Regions from separate parts of the Hordeum vulgare genome. Here region 1 is linked to region 2. A link is a contact called in public Hi-C data. All regions are on one chromosome and are shown on one strand. The core of a region is the stretch at or near the end of the contact, and the rest is flanking DNA. Distances in the headings are between cores, read along the strand shown. Region 1 holds the start of LOC123446568 (a long non-coding RNA gene). Region 2 holds the start of LOC123448845 (myb-related protein P-like).

Evidence for each region. Hi-C and Micro-C count contacts between places; a contact is called where the count stands out from the background.
Region 1: a Hi-C map of leaf shows a contact between it and region 2, with 3 times the contacts expected there. The contact joins the enhancer-like site here to the promoter of LOC123448845 in region 2. A contact is called at or near these places in 4 of 6 Hi-C or Micro-C datasets (leaf and seedling) and 1 of 1 datasets of contacts at active chromatin or transcription factors (embryo).

The regions. Positions count from the first base shown.
Region 1 is chr4H:434,873,563-434,880,767 of MorexV3_pseudomolecules_assembly, reverse strand. LOC123446568 (a long non-coding RNA gene) reads left to right here and starts at 6,992. Exons shown (of 2, transcript XR_006631405.1): 1 at 6,992-7,205. Within about 2 kb of position 3,452, at least 2 of the 3 cell types and tissues checked have open chromatin away from gene starts, as enhancers often do. A contact at or near this core is called in leaf, where this site is marked.
Region 2 is chr4H:434,644,907-434,651,851 of MorexV3_pseudomolecules_assembly, reverse strand. LOC123448845 (myb-related protein P-like) reads right to left here and starts at 3,253. Exons shown (of 3, transcript XM_045125868.1): 1 at 2,810-3,253; 2 at 2,486-2,615. The coding sequence starts at 2,942.

The sequences.
Region 1 (7,205 bases), core at 2,203-4,702, 230 kb before region 2:
CATAGATTCATCAAGATAAGCACACAATGCAACGAAAACAGAATCTGTCAAAAACAGAATAGTCTGCAGAAATGAGAACTTTGATCATATTTTTGTAACTCTAAAAATTCGGAAAATTTAGGACAACGTGAGAAATTTGTATATAAATTATGTTTAAAGAATTCCGAGCAAAATCACATTTTTGTGAATTTTTAGAATTCCAAAACTGGGCGCAAAATGTTTCAGTTTTTCAAGAGGATCAAATCAACTATCATCCAACACAATCCTAAAGGCTTTACTTGGCACAAACACTAACTGAAACATCAAAACACAATCGTAAAAGTAGCATAATTTCATATTTATTGAAAAACAAAATGGAAAACAAAATTTTAAAATATAACTATTGGGTTGCCTCCCAATAAGCGCTATTGTTTTATGCCCTTAGCTAGGCATAATGCATAGATTCAAGTATTGTGTTCTTTAGTTTTTGCTCCATAGGTTGCCCTCGTGATTAAATCATATGGTGGCTTAATTTTAGTTCTAGGAAAGTGTTCCATACCCTTTCTCAACGAAAACTAAAATTTAGTATTCTCTTCTTTCATATCAATCACGTCACCTATAGTTTGTAAAAACGGTCTACCAAGTATTGTGGGACAAGACGGATTGCGATTAATATCAAGCACAGTAAAACCCATGGGCACATAATTACTATTTGCAAGAATAAGAACATTATTAATTCTTCTCAAAGGCTTTTTAATAATAGAATCCACTAAGTGCAAATTAAGAAAACACTCTTCCAAATTGGTAAAACCAAACACGTCACATAGAGATTTCAGAATTGTGGAAACACTAGCACCCAAATCACATAAAGCATTGCACTCATATTTTTTATCTTAACTTTAATGGTGGGTTCCAATTCATCATATAATTTTTTGGAATTGAAGTCTCTAATTCTAACTTTTCTGCTAAGGCTTTCATCATAGCTTCTACGATATGTTTAGTAAAAGCCTTATTTTGTTATTATGCATTGGGTGAATTTAGAATCGATTGTAACAAAGAAATACATTAAGTCAAATAACAACTATCATAATTAAAGTCCTTGTAATCCAAGAGAGTGGGCACTTCACTAGTTAAAGTTTTTACCTCCCCAAACCCACTTTTAGAAGAAAAAATCTACAAGATTTTCACCCTCCGAATTATGGGGATGCCTTTTAGCTAAAGTGTACTCGTCTTCGGTCCCCTTCTTATCAAGTTTAACTAGCGGTGTGGCATGCGCAATTGCACGGCTAGCATTTGGTTCATAGAGGTTAAAGTTGTACACATGTAGAAATGCAAACTCGTGTAACTTCACCATGTAGTAATGAAATGTATCGTTGAACTTCTATTCTATCGTTTAACTCTGTCAAAACAATGATGTCTATTCACTCCTGGAGTGATTTAGCCATGTTTAATAACATCAACAAAGATTGGCGATCTACCTATTTGATGCATTATTGGAATCTCTTGCCAATTATGCTATTTCTTGATCAATCTTATGAATGAAGAAAAAATTGTGTGAATCATCTAATTATATTTTCTATTCTCATATAAACAATACACACAAACATATATATGATATTTAATTTCATACATTAGGTTAATTATCAAAGGTTATAAATATTACATAAGGATGAGTAATCGACAAACCTATTAGTTGATGACTATATTTTCTAATAGACATGAGGTCGTGTACCAATATGCGTGTATATTCTTGAAACATGGGTGTATATTGTGAGAATGGCGTTTTGGCTCCCGGGAGCCATGGAGGCCTTTATTTTTTAAAAATTCAAATTCAAATTTTTATGATTCAAAAAATTCTGAAAAAAAATATGCATGTATGTAAGGATGTAACCGACATGTGTGTAAAATTTCAGGTCAAAATACTTTAAAACATGATCTGTACAAAAAAGACAAATTCATGGTCTAAAATGATGAATAGTAACATGTGTTAAACAGACTCAAATTTGTCTTTTTTGCACAGCCCTCATTTCAACGTATTTTGTTCTGAAAATTTACACACTTGTGTATTATACCTTCATTTATCTATGTTTTTTTTCAGAATTTTTTGAAACATTAAAATACAAATTTTCACTGATTTGAAGTTTGAATTTAAAGGCCTCCGGTGAGCTCGGGAGCCAAAAGCAATATTCGGTATATTGTTACTTTTATAATTCTTATATAATAAAGTTGTACCATAATAAATGTACATTAAATCCCCGCCTAATATTTTCACTATTTAATCTGGCACACTTAATGGTCTTAAGTTTCAAAGTGTTGTCCAAAATGTGTCCGTTTTTCCTCTAACTTTTTTTTAATAGCATAAACTGACGAAAGTACTTTATCATGTAAAATTAGCACATCCCTAACATGTTAAAACAAGAGATTTTTAAGATAATTGAAATGAGTATATACGTTATATGGGTATTGTAACCACTCTATTATATATTAGATATATTTTAGTAGACAAGTATTATAGGAATGCTATTACTTTGTGAAATAGTGCAATTCTCCTACCTAATTTTTATGGATGTCTCAATAGTCCCTCCCCATATCCCTCATGTGCTGATTGGAGAGCTCAGTGCCAAAATACCCTATTGGTTTGAGCAAAAAAAAAACTACCTGAGGCATCCACACAAAATATTTCCTGCCAAATTTATTGGCATGTTATTCTACAAAACATTTTCCAAAAGGATCTGACACCTGCAAATAAGAAAAGAAAATCTGAAATATGTAAACAAAGACTAATGGTTTCCCCCAGAAAATCATGCTGTTGTTTTGCATGAACGGAGACTGTAAGTGTGCCTCGTAAGGATACGTACTGGTCCAGCAAAAAACGGGTGCAAATTCTTTTCAATATTTCCAAGGAGGAGGCCAAATAATTGAATGTGTACCAATTTCAACTGAGACGGCTCAAAGATCGTAAGTGCTTACCATGAATATCAGGAATGGACTGTTTTTTTAAAGACCGTTCACAAAAATATCAGTAATATAAATCTATGTTTGAGAAGTCATTTAATCAACATATCCCCCTTACGCTTAAATCTATCTATCATATCATCCAAGTCTTCAGCTACCAAACTCTTATAGCGACTGAGAATGTACTTACTGGTGAAAAGTTGTTACCCTGGACACATCTTGTACGACACTTCTGACTCACCATGACACGGAATGCAAGCACTTGTATATTTCTTTAGGAAACTCATGTTTAGTTTCAGAAATCTTTGGTGTTTAGTTTCAGAAATCCTTATGGGGTGTACACCAAAGATTACCGGCACTCGAAGTATCAGCCGGAGTAGCCACATGTATTTTCTGTTCAGGTTTCTTTCCCTTCTGATCTGAGCAGGCTTGGATTTCATTTCTTAGACAGACCCAATAATTCTTCAAGAAACCTATAGACTCACTGATGGATGCCTCTCCTTGGGAGCTCCTATGCAGCGCTGCAGGCAGCTGTTAATGATCCGGCGCCTGCAGCGCTGCTAGAATGGCCCGACCCATTGAGTGCTATCCAGTTTACTTTTTGTTTTTTATTATGAAAATATAAGTATGAAATTAAAAAAGATTTACAGATCTAAAAAAATATTCATTCATTTGAAAAAAAGTTCATATCTTTAAAAAAGGTTCGTCAATTTCAGGAAAAGTTCATCAATTTGAAAGAAAAAAATCATTGAAAATGAAAAAAAAGTTCATCCAATTTAGAAAAAGTTCATTAAATTTTAAAACAGTTCAATAAATTTGTAAAACTTTCATAAAAATTCAACAAAAGTTCATGTATTTTTTAAAAACTTCATTGAACTGAAAAAAAGTTCATAAATATTTAAAAAGCTAATACATTTCCAAAACAATGTTCATCAAAATTCATAACAGTTCATCGATATTCAAAAAAGTTTATCAATCTTAAAAAATATTCCCTGAAATTTAAAAAATGTTCATCAATATTTAAATAAGTTCATACACATATCAAAAAAACGTCAAACGACGCCTAGATGGGCCGACCAATTTGCGAACGGCACAAGCGCTAGTTAACAAAAATGCTCGTTAATTCGCGCCCGTGGCACCAAATAGGAAATGCGCCTCTCCTTCACCAATCGTTCGGGATGGACGACAAGAGCGAGCTTTTGGCCGGCCTCGTGGCCTACTAGGTCCCGCCGAGCTCGGTCCTGGCCCGCGAAAAAAAATAGCCGGTCCGGTCCGTGAAGTATGGACCGAAAAACTTCGGTCTAGTCCGGTTAAAGCTCGGACTGCTCGCTCGGACTGAAGAAGAAGCCCACGCGAACGAGGCAACAGCTACAAATCACTCTTGTGCGGTCATCTGCCTCCTCCACGCGACGGCCGGGAGAGGTAGAAGAAGACTCACGTTACGTTCTGCCTTATTCCTTTTTATTCAGCGGAGAGAAAATAGAAAGAAGGAGAGAAATGGGGTTATCCCATAATCATGGCGTCGTCATTGGAGGTTTATTTGTTGGCAAACGTTTGTGGCCGAACGACCGACGAACGTTTCAGTCGGTTGCACTCGCGCCATCTGATCCACATAATTAAGAGGCCCCCGGAGACGCATATTTTTCAGTTGGATCCACGCATCGCAGAGCTCTCCGGTTTAAAAGCTTATTCTCTTTCTTCTCCGCTAACCTTTTCTCATTGTCTTTCGCTAACCACGTGCCATACAAACCACGGGTTGCTCTCGAGAACGCCATGGACGCCACCACCTGACGGAGCCCGCACATTTTTTCCTCCCTCATCTGCCATTTTATTTGCTCTCTTTCCAGACCTACGTCGGTTGTGAGATGCAACGGCGATGCGGCTAGATCGAAAGATGATGCAGGATGCTACAGGGCCGCCCCGGCTTGCTAGAACTACACGTCGATGAGTTGCGATGAGTCACCGTGGTTTGCTAGGATGGATCCGTCGACAAGCTACGGCAAACAATCTCAATGCTACAACGAGCGCCACCGGATGCTGGAATCGACTCTCTGTTTTGCTGCAACGGGGGAGGGTGGTACCGTGGCGGTGAACAAGCGGCGCCGAAAAAGCTGCAACATGCAACGTCATAAGCTGGGACTAGCGATTGTTTTCTACAACCTGATGGGAGTGATGTGCACCCAACGACTAACGGTGCTACAACCGGCATCCAAATATGCTACAATCGGTGATCCACACTACTACAACCGGCGTATTTTTTGCTACTATGGGCAGTGAATACGGGGACTACGCCCGACAAATGTTGTAACCATTCTCGCTAGATGTTGGACCCGACATAAATTTTTGCTGCCACGCGCGGTGACCATGCCCGCCAGATGTTACATCTACTCTCTCGCTAGGTGTTGGAACCTGCAGAAAATTTTGCTACACTACAACAAAAAAGGCTTGTAGAGTCGCTTTTTTTAAGACGCTGTTTGTATTCGTCTCTACGCCCATAAACACTAGTAGGCTAAAGACGCTTCTTAAGACGTTTATAGAACCCCACAAATTTTTTCTTATTATTGGTCATTTAGAAAATAGCTATATAATTTTAATTAACTTATAGGCGATTTATAAGGCGCTTTAGCATGCGAATCTACTGAGAAAACTTTTAATAATTATATTTTCAACTTGAAAGGCTATTGAAATTAGTTGTGCTTGTAGCATATTATATTTTATATTTTTAATAAGTTGATTCTAGTATCACATCACCGTTTATAACATATGGCGTCGTATATTATAGTTCTCCACGACCGCGGGCATGCTGTCACGGGGCACGAGACGACTGTCCGCTTTTGCGAGTGTCAAAACCACCCAATTATTACCATCCTCGTCCATGAAGTTGTAGTAGTTCGCAGCTGTAGGGGCGACGACGACAAGTCGCTATGCGGCTGTGCAAGGAGATGGTGCATGACGAGAGGTGGCTCAACATATGTATTGCGATGGCCATTCAATCCAACGACGCAGGCTCAGTCGGACAAAGTTTCGACAGGCTAGCTCCGTCCTTTCCATAATATAAGATCTTGTGACATTCATATATTGTATGTAATAAGATCTTGAAATAATAATTTTAATCGTTCCTCCTCGCTGGAAATAGGACCTTAATCATCCGAGATACGTGGGTTTTGATTTATTGAACTTATTAATAATTCTACATGGAATGACCTATATACCCTCTCGTATTTTGCAAGCTATACGTAGGAGATTGATTTTTTATATGAAGTTAGAACCAGGGTTTTGGATACCGCCCGAGAAATTCGGATACCTGGCAGTAACCGCATTTCTCGCCACCCCGCAAGAATTATCTATCCCGAGCAATTAATTCTGAATTGTTTGAATATTTTGAATTTAAACTGCCAGCAATAGTAAATAAGTAGTGTCTCCTAAGTATACCAGCACCCTTACTGTTGCGTCGTGGTAACGATCTATTATCTATGTCCAGAGATAGCGCAATTAATTCCGAATTGTTTGAATATTTTGAATTTAAACTGCCAGCAATAGTAAATAAGTAGTGTCTCCCAAGTATACCAGCACCCTTACTGTTGCGTCGTGGTAACGATCTATTATCTATGTCCAGAGATAGCGCAATTAATTCCGAATTGTTTGAATATTTTGAATTTAAACTGCCAGCAATAGTAAATAAGTAGTGTCTCCTAAGTATACCAGCACCCTTACCGTTGCGTCGTGGTAACGATCTATTATCTATGTCCAGAGATAGCTGGTTCGAATCCATCATCTGCAGTTTTTTGTTTGTTTTTTCAGAATAGGTAAGTAGAAAACCTGGAAAAATGGGGCCCCAAAGAATCGAACTCTGTTTGAATCCATCACATGTGCAGTTTTTTGTTTGTTTTTCAGATTAAGTAAGTAGAAAACCTGAAAAAATGACCCCCCAAAGAATCGAACTCGTGACCACAAATTATCTTAGCGCAGTTAATGTACCACTGAGCTATTACCTCTTTTCTGAAGAATACTAGTTCAAGTTGTTTTCATATCCACGAGAAAATTTGCACATCCGGGATCCAAAAAATAGGTTAGAACTAGATCGGTTAATTCTGGAGCGGCTCGTCCATAGCGCCGCCACCGCTCGATACCTCGGCACCAGCCGCCGCCCTCCCGCCCGTCCTCCCGCCGCCGCCGCCAGCCATACCTCGGCACCAGCCGCCACTCTCGCCTCCCCGTCATATATCTCACGCAACCGCCACTCGCCCCTAGTTGAACTCCCGATTCGCCGG
Region 2 (6,945 bases), core at 2,004-4,503:
TGCAAATTAACCCTCGCAGGAAGAACGTGACGGCTTAATTGACAAGAGAGCTGATTGTTTGATTCTTGTTTCCTTGACGTGAAAGGTGAAGCAGATTAGTGAAGGTATACACATCACCAACCTAGCTAGCTCGCGTGAGGAGAATAGTGCTTTGTGCAGATGGTAAGACTATCGAAGTAGGCAATTAAAAAAAACGTCGCCAGGTAGGAGAAAGAGGAGCTTCATGACCCAGGAAGAAATAATCTCCACTACATAAAAACACAGTTTATAATCTACAAGTAAATAAATGAAGAAAGCTTAGCAACAAGACGATACACACCTACGCATTGAGGAGTATAATTGCTAAGCTCTTTCATACATTTAACCATTCATCTAAACACGTATGAAATGAGAGAGGCCCGAGAGTTTAAATGAGTGATGGAATGTGGACAGTGGATATGCTACAATGTCGCAATTGGCGAAATTATAGTTTATACCCACTTTGTCAGTCGGAACCGAAAACAGCGGCTTTGACAATTGAAGCAACTTTAACTTGGCTAAAGATTGGTGGTATATCATTTTTTTTATTATGCAACCTTTATTTACTGTAGATATATGTGTGTGTGTGTCTGCAACATTTAAGTTGTTTTCCGTGAAGCATATAGCGATAGTATTTTCGCTTGGTTCAAATTATCAGCAATGAAAGTTAGAGAGGGAGAGAGAGAGAGAGCCCAAAAAAGTTAGAAAGGGGGAGATTTTTTAGTTGGAAAGTGGAGAGAGATATTTGTTATATGTTTTCCTTGAAGTCATCTACTCCCTTCTTTCTTAAATATGCTATTCTGGACACACACACAAAAAACACACACAAAAAAGACACAATCATGTGGTTCAATATGTTCCTCATAACATTATTTAAATTTATAGGTACAAATTGTCAGAAAAGAATGGAAATGTTTGCACGACAAATCTGATGGTACTATTTGGAACGAGGTAATATTGTTGCAATATTTACATGAGAATATTTTTTGTTGTGTTGCAATAAATTTTTTTTACTTTTTACTAATAATATATACTCCCTTCATTTTTGTTTACTTCACATATTAACTTTGTTTCGAGTCAAACATTGACCAAGTTTATGTAACAAATTATTAACATCCACATACCAATCATTACTATTACAATCATCATTCAATATACTTTTATATCACATATATTTGTTAGGAGTATTGTAAAAGTTTAAATTGTTACCTATAAACTTGATCAAACTTTATAAAGTTTAATTTAGTACAAACTAATATGCAGAATAAATAAAAACAATGGCAGTATTTTCTAATTGACCCCGCAAAAAACATATTTTTTAATGAATACACATATGTTGAAAATCCCACTGATTGGACCTAGGTGGAGAGACAGAAAGGGGATTGGACCTAGGTGTTGAAAATCCCACTGGCTAGCTGCTAGCGGTAGCTATCTTGTGCGTTATATATGCGTTTCAACACGGGAAAGCATACATCACTGATCACGTCCCGTGCAGGTGTTTTTTTCTAGACAGAAAGGGAAAGAAATAGTTTTTTTTTACGTACTATAGGCAAGCAAGTTTGTGTTGGAGTTAAAGGGACTACGTGCGGGCACTGAAGACACAAATATGTAGTCAAGCATTGACAGACCATGCATCCGCCTACGTGTATCTCTCCACGCTCTACAAATTACCGAGCTTGGCTACCTTTCTTGACAGAGAGGGCCGGGCTGGCCATGCAGGACGCGCGTGTGTTGCCTAGAGGCTAGAAGGTTTCGTGCATTTATGGCGATAGAGAGGAGCGATCAGACTGCAGACGCGCCATGCCCTTCCGCCATAGGTTTGGACGCAACTAGCGACGAACACACTATAGCTAAAAAGTGACCTGACAGAAAAGACAGCATTATATTAATTATGCACAGTAGAAAAAGCACATGAAACGACGACGGACGAGAAAACGAAGTGACGCATGTGTTAATTCTCAGTCATGAGACGAGCAGTACAGCATGATTTATGTATAGTAGCGTATTAGACGTGATGCCTCAACTCTCAACACGAACTGTCGGACGTTGTAGTACAAGTTTATGTACAGTAGCATACTGGATGTGATATCTGAACTCTCGACCTAAACAGTCGGATGTCGTCTAATTTTGTGGTACACGCATACGGCCTACAGAGCTCTTTTACTAATCATATTCCATCGGAGCATTTTCACGGTTGCCAGTTTCTGACCGCAGGTGACAAAGTCATGTGCTGCCAGAAACAGTAGTCAATGCACTAGCACTATTTTTACTTACCTCTTTTGGACTGATCCATGATCCATGTGGTTGTGAGCCTGTGACTCTCATTTTTTATTTTTTTTAAAAAGGCTCGCCTGCCGATAGATGCATGCGGTATGGAACTTTTATTACTCATTAATTATGTGTATAGCGAGTTACTACCTGTTAAAATTAAAGGTAAACGAAATTAGGAGCATCCACAGACTCGTACCTGTTGCCAAGGGTGGCATGAAGTTTGACGATGAGGTCGTCCTCCTCCTTGGAGATGTTGCCCCTCCTCACCCCGTCTCTCAGGTAGTTGATCCACCGCAGCCTGCAGCTCTTGCCACACCTCAGTAGCCCTGTATACAATGGGAGCAGGAACAGATTAACATACATGCATGCATGGTAGTGATGAAATTCCTAGTTAATATGTGCTATAAGTTTCAGCTAATCAAGTATATAGTACCTGCTGCTGCAGGCAAAGAAGTAGCTAAACTAGTCATGAATGATGCTCTAGCTCGCACATGCATGGGCTTATGCCATAAGTATTTACCTGCATTCTTGGGTAGAGACCTCCATGAGCCCTCGCCGTGCTGGGCAATGTAGTTTGCGAGTATGTCGTCCTCCTCCGCCGTCCACCTTCCCCGCTTCAGCCCCACCTTCTCGCAGCACGGCGCCCTCCCCATCCCCTTGTATACGACGAGCCTCCCTATATATCTCCCAACACACGAGCAAACCGCCCGTTGTCGCCGGCCGAGGCTAGCTAGCTAGATACTATAGCAGGTCGAGCGCGGTGGGTGTAGACGTGTAGTCGATCCGCGCTCGCGTCCAAAAGGAGTTAGTGTGAGAGATCAAGGGGATGGGCGATGATCTTCCTTTGGCGGCCCTGATCTATAGCTAGGGAGGTGATCGAGCTAGCTTCGGCCACGCAGGCGGCAAGGCAAGGCGCCATAATATAGCACCGCGAGGCGTCGGCCCGGGCCGGGGAGACGGTGTTACTGGTACGTAGGATCGGGAATTAAACTTTGCCCCGAGTAGGGGCCTGAGCGGCCGTGTGGCTGGAGGCAGGGGTACGTGGGCGCCCCGGGACCTTTGGGCGTCGTGGCGCAAGGCCTCACCATCGTCCTCTTCGCGGCCTCTCCAGCGACCACGTTGTCCGCGCACATGGATCGTTATACACACCGGCCCCCGTGTACTGTGTATTTACTCGAGGATCTTCGGAAAGCGAAATACTAGTATCTGTTTACCATCAGATCAGGCTGCCCCGAGTACGTAGATATACAATTTCGTATACTAGCTACTGTATATCCCGGAACTGCATGGAGAAGATATATAAACAAGGCTTCCGATGTATATGCTTCAAGGTTCATCTCTTCCTAGCTAGCTCGTAATCTTCTCCGCCCGAGCTTCTACTTACATGCTCCCTACCCTAGATATGCTTCATCTCTTCATGTTGGTCGTCTGGTATGGTTTTCCGATCCACGAATGACTTTGTATCTCTATAAACATTACAGTATTTTTTTGGTTAATAAAGCGAGTATCACCATGCATGCATGCCAAATGGCAAAGCGATGCAGATGAAACTGGAGTACGTATTGAAAAAATGATTCCATACATTGATTCGGAAGATATCTCCTAGTGTTCACGTTTGCTGTACGAAGCATGAGATCCGGAATACATCGACCAAATCCGATGCAACACAAGACGATTCACACATCAACCAAATCTGATGCAACACAAGACGATACGCACATCGACCAAACCTGATGCAACACAACATGACGCGCACGCGCGCACCTAACACGCGTAGTACTTTTCCTCGCAAAAAGGAAAACACGGGCAGTATAACCAGTGTGTTCCCATTACGCATGCTACAAGCTAGCTGCGCTATGACGACGACTGTGATTTGTCACGCAACGTGAGCTGCGCTGTTCGTGTCTGTCCTGTGTACTCGCGGGGAAGAAAAAACGGGCCGGGCGACCTGTTCGGCCTTGGGCGAGTAATCCTGAAGATTTCCGCGTGTGCCTCGATCGACGACGCTGTGTTCCGACCGAGCCTTCCCTTTCGGTCTCTGCGGCTGTTGATCTCTAGTAGCTCGATCGAGGTGGGCAAATCGATCGATCGGGGCCGGCGCTCGGTGTCCTTCCCGGTCCAGCGTATCGATCGGTCCCTCCGTATCATGCCTCGCTGTGACGTTTGCATTAGTGCGTATAATGCCTCGAAAGTGACATGAGGTATATACCTTCGAGACGGGCCTGCACACCTAGATTCATCATGGTCGACGGAAATTCGCGTGGACACGCAGGTGCGGAGACATGCAGCTCTACATCCTCCCATGACCGTTGATGTGTGCCGTGATTCAAAAACTTGTTTGGGTTGAAATTGCCTGAAAAGAGAGGAAAATTCAGTATCCGGTGTGTACTACTTTCATTCCATAATATAACACTCCCTCCGTCCGGAAATACTTGTCCTAAAAATATATAAAATAGATGTATCTATAACTAAAATAAGTCTAGATACATCTATTTGTAGGACAAGTATTTTCGGAAAGAGGGAGTATAAGAGTGTTTTTACATTAATATAACAAACGCTCTTATATTATAGGACCGAGGGGTATATCATAATACTTCATCCAGCCATTATTCTATATCATTTTCTTCTATTTTCCGTCCTGTTCAATCTTCGATCCGTTCTTGTTGTCAATCTAGTTTCATAGACTCGTATCGTTTACCTTCTTCTTCCTTGGTGCCACTATTCCAGTTGTTAGTTGGAAGGAAAAGATTACACACAATGATGATTTAATGATCGAGGTGTTGGGCGTTGACACTAGATGTTGATATGGAAGAAAACATTATTGAGATGGATTCAAATGAAAAGGTGTTCCCAAGGAAGAAGTTTTACAATACCGAATGAAACAATTTTGATGACTATATCATCGTTATCCAATCTCATCTTATGGACCGAAACTGTATTCAAAATGCTAGAATTTTGCTTCCCGAGTGACATTCGGCCGATTGAGCATCAAGACGACCTCAAATGAGAAAGTATTCTTCACGGATTGTCTTCGTCTCGTCGAAACGACCAATTTTGATATAAAATCGTCTCAATGCGAGGTCGTATGCAGAATTTGTAGTCATCTGAATCCGGTCTTACCACATGGTGAAATGTGGGGCGAGAGATGAAACAATTGTTCGATGGGTCGCGCGAGCTGTTCGGCCCTCAAGACGACATCTAATGAAAAAACTTACAACATGAAAAAGTTTCGTCTCGTCGAGCCGATTGATTTTCAAACATATATTGTCTCGATAAGAGGTCGTATGCAACCTAAAGAGGCAAAACAAGATCATGTTGAAGTTTCAGTCGGGAAATCCGGGTTAGACTGAAATTAGGACTCTAGGACGTAAATTAATGTCATTTTCTTACAAGGAAAGCCTAGATGAATCCTTTACTTGTAGAGTAAATCCAGCCGCCTCTTAATAAAATGGAGATGCGGCCGATTGGAACAACACACAATCGAACAAATCAATCTACCACTCTTTACCTTTACCTTTATCCATCTCCTTTGTTCGTCTTCTTTCTAGTTCTTTGTTTGGAGGGCAGCGATTCACGAGGCCCTAGGGGTGGTCAGGCCGACCTAAGGAAGCCCATAGCCGCCATGCGCCCTGACGGGGTCCCTCCCAGGCGTGTGGGGTTTCGGGTCTGCAAAAGTGCAAAAGCACCCGCCGACTGTCTTGCGTATTGCGATGTCGGTCAGGTCTCCTTCGGCGTAAGCTGCGGTGCATCACCCCCCGGCGTCGAGGGTACACGATGACGTGTTCGTGTGGAAACACACATTTTGACCACTCCATTGGGGACTAAGCTTTGAACGGTTTCCAACCCATTCTTGCTACGAAGAGATCGTCATCTAGTGTTTGCAATCTAGAGAGGTAATATGAACACCCAATTCACTTATGTAGATGCAAATAATGCATATGTTGTTGTTAGATCGTTTAATGAGCAGAATGTATCGGCTAGGACTATTTTTATCCATCATGCATCTAATTTGTGCAATAGCCGATTCAGAACAATCTCCATGCTTCAAAATCATGTAAATTTAGCAGCATGCAACATCTGTATCCCAACTCCCATGCATCAGCAATCCCACAAGTATTGTGACGCCCTCGATTTGATCGTACGTTAATCATACACGCAAATGCGTACGACCAAGCTCAAGGACTCACGGTAAGATATCACAACACAACTCTAGACATAAATAAAACATACAAGCTTCATATTACAGGCTAGGGGCCTCGAGGGCTAGAATACAGAAGCTCGATAAACACACGAGTCAGCGGAAGCAACAAATATCTGAGTACAGACATGAAACATGACAATGCTTTAGAAAAGTCCAGCACAAAAGATACAACGACCGAACGAGGCGAGGCCTCCTATCTGGGAGCCTCCTAACGACTCCTGGTCTTCAGCGGCCTGCACGTAGTAGTAGGCACCATCGGTGTAGCAGTCGTCGGCGGCGGGATACGCCATCTCCTGGGCTCCATCATCTGGTCGCAGCAACGGATCAAGGGGAAAAGGGGAAGCAAAGCAACGGTGAGTACTCATCCAAAGTACTCGCAACACTAACATCAGAACTATGCTAAATATGGGGCAGTATCAAAGAAAGGAGTTTATGTGGACTGACTGCAGCAATGC